Linked DNA regions of Capra hircus: region 2 is linked to region 1. The links are chromatin contacts, called in public Hi-C maps. All regions are on one chromosome and are shown on one strand. Each heading gives the region's core, a stretch centred on a gene start, on an enhancer-like site or on the middle of the called end of the contact. The rest is flanking DNA. Distances are from core to core; before and after follow the strand shown.

Region 1 (2,902 bases), core at 313-2,812:
GATGGCATGTTTCTGCCAAACTTCAGAGCCAGGCCTCCCCGAACTCTCGAGCTAGGTGTCAGGAGACGGCGGGGGCCTCGGTTCCCCCAATCTGAAAGTAACAGCAAAGCCCATCTTACAAGCGCTGGCAGCGAAGGCAGAGAGAATGGGGGCTAGGGGTGGGGTGGGACTCACCGGTGTGGGTCCGGACGTGGCCCTGCAGCAGCCAGGGCCTGGAGAAGGCCTTCCCGCAGGTGCTACAGACGCAGGGCAGCGTGTGGCTCCGGATGTGCATCTTGAGGGCACCCAGGCTGACGTACTCCTTGTTGCAGTATTTGCAGTTGAAGGCCTTGCGAGACTGGGGGTCCTTGGCCACAGAGAGCCCGGTCAGCTGCTTGGGCAACTGGCCCAAGCCTGGGAAGGCAGCATAGCCCTCAGCCTCCAAGGAGGAGGCTGAAGTGGACGAGAAGGACGAAGGAGCCGGCGAGGGTGGGCTGGGGGGCTGGGAGCCTTTCCCGCTGTCCTCGTCGGACAGGGAGGTCAGCTCGCCAGCCTTGGGGATCTCCTGGGGCAGCAGAGAAGCCCAACTGATGGGCTGGGCTTGGGGCGCCAAGAGAGAGTCCCAGATGAGTGTCGGCAAGGAGGCGGTGGGATTGAGGACCTCGGGCGGTGGGATGGCTGCCAGCAGGTGGGCCTGGTCGTAGGGCTGCTGGAAAGTGAGCTCTGAGCAGGGGACAGAGAAGAGGGCAAGGTCAGGCGTGAGCTCAGTCAGCCAGCAGACATCAGCCTGATGTGGGCCAGGAGCTGAACGGGGCTAGCACTCAGGGCTTATCAGATGAATACCAGATTCACTACTAGGACAGACAGTCTGAGCCCCTCTTCACCCAGGTCACCTGGTTCTCCCTCTTCCGGGAAGAATCCCCCTTCCCTAGCTCCGACTCAAGGGGGTCATTTCCACATCTCCATCCTCCTGAGGTACCCAAGTACCCAGCTTGAGGCCAGACCCCAGCATCCTGGCCCCTCGTCTCCTCAGCTGCCAAGGCACCACACCCCTGTCCCAGGCCCCCTTCCATACACATTCTTCTCCCACACCCTCCCCCAAATCCCCTGGACTCTTTCGGAGCCCTCGGCCCGGCGTCTGTCCAGATAGAAGCCTCCTCTTCTCACTTTTGGGAGGGGCGCCCCTCTTCTCTGCGGCTGCTAAGTTTCCGTTTCCTCAGCCCAAGACCACCGCCCTCCAAACACCCTCTCCACATCTCCCGGACCCACCTGACCCGAGCTTATCCGCACCCAGGCTCTATTCTTTGACTCGACTCTCGCCCCTCGACTTCGTCCCCAAGCCCCCTGCTCCTCCAGTGCTCTCCCCATGCAGCCTTCGCTTGCCTCCCCCGAACTCCCCAGGGGTCCGGTCCCCTCACCTGGAGAAGAGTCGTGCAGCTCACTGTAATTGGGTCTCCGGCGGGAGCCGGCAGACTTCCTGACGAGGAAAGAGCGCGGCATGGTGGCCGAAGCAGCGGGTGGGGGGGGGGGGTCTCGCCGGGTCGCACCGGGATCGCAAAGCTCTCCACCCACGACGCCGTGCAGCTGCGCTGTGAGTGGAGACGGGCCGCCGATTCCCTTAAGTACGCCAGTCGCGGGTGGGCGTGGCCCGTCCCAGTCACGCCCCTTTGTCACCTCCGCGCCAATCGAGACGCGCCTTCGCCAGCGGCCCCGCCCCGAGCAGGTGCGCTGGGGGCTGGCGGGGCTCGCGCCGCGTGGCGTTGGGAGCCGGGCGGGGCCGCGCGGACGCCGGGCCTCGGGCGCGTGCATGGGCGCCGGGCGGCGGGCTGCCGGGGGCGGGGCGCTGGGAACCCCTGGACGAGGCGGGACCCCTCTTCAGGACTCGGGCGCCCGGGCCGGCTCGGCGCCGCAGGCTCTCCCGCCTCTGGCGCCCCCTGGCGCCACGCGCCGCGGCTCTGAGCACCTGACTTTCGGAGACCGCCACCTCCTCGAGTGTCGGAACGGGGCAGGGGGTGCCTTCGCCCGTAGAGTGCCCCGCAGAGAGCGTGGGATTGACCAGGGGCAGCACACAGTTCGGGGGCGGAGAGAAGCAATGGACCCCTCCACGTGGCTGCTGACAGTGTGCAATGCCACGGCCCTTTTTTTTTTTTGCAAAGCAAACGGGCATCAGCTAGAAAAACGCACATACTGACTGTGTGCCCACTAACGAACCAGGCACCCCTCCCGGCGCTGGGGGGGATACAACCCTGAACAAAACACTCGGGGTCTCTGCTGAAGGGTCGCTCTCCCAGTCACGTGGGGGAGACAGGCGAAGTCAACAGGCAATTCCAATGCAGAGGGAAGTGTATTTCGATGGGTTGGGGGGGGGGGTGGGGACCACAGGGCACTGTGACAGTCAAGAGGCGGGTCACTTGACCAAGGGTCTGGGCAACTTCCCAGAGGAAGTCAAGAAAATGCCGAGGGGAAAGGCCTGAGGTTAGAGGCAGTAACCATCTCAGAGTTACTGAGAGCCTCTCTCAGGATGGGGGTGGGGTGGGCAGGGCGGCAGGGTCAGGGCCTGGAGGAGTCTGGACTTTGCTCCAGGGGCCCTGGAGAGCCGAGGAGGGACCTGTTTGGAGTTTGGTTGAGAAAGATTACTCTGGGCAGGTGGGAGAAAGAAGTGGGGAAGGGCGGAGCTCAGGTAGTTGCCTCACTCGTCTGCGGTCATTGAAACTGTGTCTAAAGGACCTGAGGCTAGGCTCCACCGGGGGTTCACTGATTGATTCAGCTGTGGGCTGGGCCCAGGGGAGGGACTGACTTCACCCCCAGCTCTCCTCTGAGCCCACTGACTGTGAGAGCCACTCCTGTCCTGGACTGGGGATGGGGCACAGGCCTAAATCCGAAGGTCTCTTCAACTTGTTTCCACCTGTGGAAACCTGTTAAG
Region 2 (3,129 bases), core at 494-2,993, 140 kb before region 1:
AAGTGAAAAGACAATCACAGAATGAGAGAAAATATGACAGTCATGTTCCCTGCTCTTTCCCTGCAGCAACCTGGGTCAGGTTGGTGCTTAACAAATGTGTTCTCTGAGGAAATGAATAACCTGTCTGTCCATCACCCATCTTGTGCTGGCCACTAGGGGAGCTCCCGACACCAGCAGGAACCAGCCACCTCATCCTGCTCGGAGGTCTGGGACACAGGCAGAGCTTGGAAGGGTGTGTCCCTGAAATCTGAGATTGAACCGATCTCAACACAAGGCACCTGAATCTCCTGGATTGAAAATTTGAACTGTGTAAACAGAAGGCAAAGCCAGTCAGTTTTGCCAGAATTCAGCACGAGGTGAATTGCATACTGCAATCTCTCCCTGCCAAGGAAGCACGCTTTTCTTTCCTGGGAGGTGGTATATACAAAGAAACAGAATAGGGGCGTGGGTCTGGCGGGGATCGTAGCCGCCCAGGGTCGGAACGCCCAGGAAACACTCCTGGGGTGACTGACTTTTCTTAGCACCGGGACAATCCAGGGCTTAAACCTTGAGAACAAGGATGGAGCCTCCAAAAGACAGAATGGGGTCTTAACTTCCCCTCCCTGTTCCCCCACCTCTTGAACACTCTTAGCTCCCATTTGGCGGGTGACGCGGTGTGGAATTTATGTGAGCAATTACTGTGTACTTTGTAGTCGGTTAGACCGGTCGAGTTCCTGCTGAGGTAATAAATTCATTTGAGACTTAATTCACTCCATAAGCATTTCCTCGAGCCCTTTGGGAAGATCCCCTTAGGGAAGGAGAAAGCTACCCACTCCAGTATCCTGGCCTGGAGAATTCCATGGACTGTATAGTCCATGCGGGTCTCAAAGAGTCGGACACGACTGAGGGACTTCCACTTCACTTCACTTAGGCTGATAGGGACGTGGGAGAACGGCTGTGAACTCAGCAAGTCTTAGCCCTGGGGAGCTTGCTTTCTGGGGAGGGGGGAGCCTGGCACTGTCCGTTCCGACGAGCACTGGGAAGGCGAGGTGATGTCACAGTGACCGGAGAAGGGGGCACCTCCGGGCGCTGCGGTGACAGGGGCCTCTGAGGAGGCCACCCGGCTCCGGACTGTGAGTAAAAAACACCCTGCGGTCGAGCTCTTGGCCCGGCGCCCAACAGATAGTCAGCGCTCACCAAATCTGACAGAGACTCTTATCACTTTCCTGTCTCCTCCCGCTGAGGGACACTGCCCCCACCCCCCCGGTCAGGCTTGTCCCCGGGGGCACCGCGCGAGCGGGGCCCACGGTGAGGGGCGACGCTCGGGGTCTTCGGAGACCCTGAAACCGGCCCCGGCCAGGGACCCTCCAAACGGGGCCTCCCCTCCCCGGCCAGGGGACCCTCCCCGCGCGTCCCCTGCCCGTCACAGACGCCGGCCTGGGAGTGCCCAAGAGACGGCCGCTCAGACCTCGGCCCTCGGCACCGGGGGCACCGCGGGGGTAAACACAGCCCTCCCGGGGCCGTCAGCGCGCTCGGACCCACAGTGCGGCGGCGACGTGCACAGACGCGCGAGCAGCCGAGACGCGCCGCAGCCCGGCTCTTCCGTAGGCTGCGGACCCGCCCCTCGCGCGCCGCGGTTGGCTGCGGCTAGGCGGCCGCTGATTGGCTGGCGCGGCCCCCGGCGCGCGCCCCCATTGGCTGTGACGCGCGGCCGGGCGAGACCCCCGTCGGCGCCGCGGCCGCGCCCGGGGCCGGGCCGTCATTGGGCGGCGTGATCTCGCCGCGGTTCCGCGGCCCTGCCGCCGCCGCCACCGCCGCCGCCGCCAGCGGAGCTCACCGGGCTGGCCGGGCGAGGGGCCATGGCGGGCGCCGAAGACGGGCCGGGCCAGCAGCCAGAGCTCGAAGACGATGAGGCGGTGTCCTGCCGGCGCTGGGGCGCGCAGCACGCCGGGGCCCGCGAGCTGGCCGCGCTCTACTCCCCAGGTAGGACCTCCGGCCCCCTCTCCCGGCCCGCAGTCACCAGCCAGCCTGGGCTGCGGGGCCGCGATCCTGGGTCCCCTGGATCGGAACCCCAGCCTCAGCCCCCAGTACAGAGCTCCAGGCGCGGCTCCTAACTTGCAAGTAGCGCCCCTAAGTCTTGGGACCCCACCCCAGCGCCCCTTCCAAGCGCAAACCAGAACCCCAGCCACGGGGCTTTCTGGATGCAAAGACAGCCCCCCGGATCAAGGAGCTGCCATATCAACTCCTCGGGCTACGGACAGCTCCCATCACGCTGTCGGATCCCAATCCTAGCCCGGAGTCCCCACGGCTGTAAAGAGCCCCTAGTCTTGGGGACCCACCACACCAGGACCCCAAGCCGAAGGCACCCCCCCCCCCGCCTCAGTGACATGTACTGGCCCCCCTCCTAAGAGTTACACCCTATCCCAGGTTCCCCAGATACAGATTTCACACCCTAGGGCCCTATCTGCACCCCTGCCTGGGCCCTGGGCTGTAGTGACTTCACCCCCCAAATCTGAGCATATCAGGTCTGCTCTGGGAACCTCAACTCAGGGGGCCCCACGTACCGAGTGCCCCAGACGCCCTTCCTCCAAAGCCCCATCCTAGATTTATAGCTTCAGTTTATAGACCCTCACCCCTCCCCCCACACCCCGCGAATTAACTCTCACCCTGTATTTTGAAATCCTGGGTGGTGAGGGCCTCCCACACCTTCCAGTTTAAGCTTTCTCTCAAAATTTAAGCCCCAGTCCCAGCCACTTCCTCTCCCCCATGTAGATGTTTATATTAACCTCCTCCATAAGGACTTGGGGGAGTCCACAGACTAGACCGAAAACTTAGAGACCCTTGCTCTGCTTCTGCCCCCCGACAAGGTCCTGGTGTCTGCCTGCTGGGCCTACCGTTTCTGCTCTAGCAAGCAATGACCTCCACCCCCTTCTCTGACTTCCACTTGAGCCTCAGGAATCTCATTGCCAGGCCCCAGCAGAGCCAAGTGTCCCCAGGGGTAAAGAAATTGCCTTTGAGAACTCCAGAGTCAGGTGACTGGGAGGCCCCTTTGCTTGGGTGTCGCCAGCTCATCCAGCTTTATTTATTTGTCAAACATTGTGACATCTTTCCTTTTACCCCGGGGAGGGGGAGGGGGCCACCACGCATAGA

The links. A called contact is a pair of places that touch in the nucleus more often than the background predicts.
Region 2: a Hi-C map of blood shows a contact between it and region 1, with 2.3 times the contacts expected there. The contact joins the promoter of LOC102173207 here to the promoter of SNAI1 in region 1. A contact is called at or near these places in 2 of 5 Hi-C or Micro-C datasets (both in blood).

The regions. Positions count from the first base shown.
Region 1 is chr13:77,565,359-77,568,260 of ARS1.2, reverse strand. It overlaps SNAI1 (zinc finger protein SNAI1), which reads right to left and starts at 1,562. Exons shown (of 3, transcript XM_013968979.2): 1 at 1,398-1,562; 2 at 175-702. The coding sequence starts at 1,479.
Region 2 is chr13:77,709,699-77,712,827 of ARS1.2, reverse strand. It overlaps LOC102173207 (transmembrane protein 189), which reads left to right and starts at 1,743. Exons shown (of 6, transcript XM_018058018.1): 1 at 1,743-1,962. The coding sequence starts at 1,839.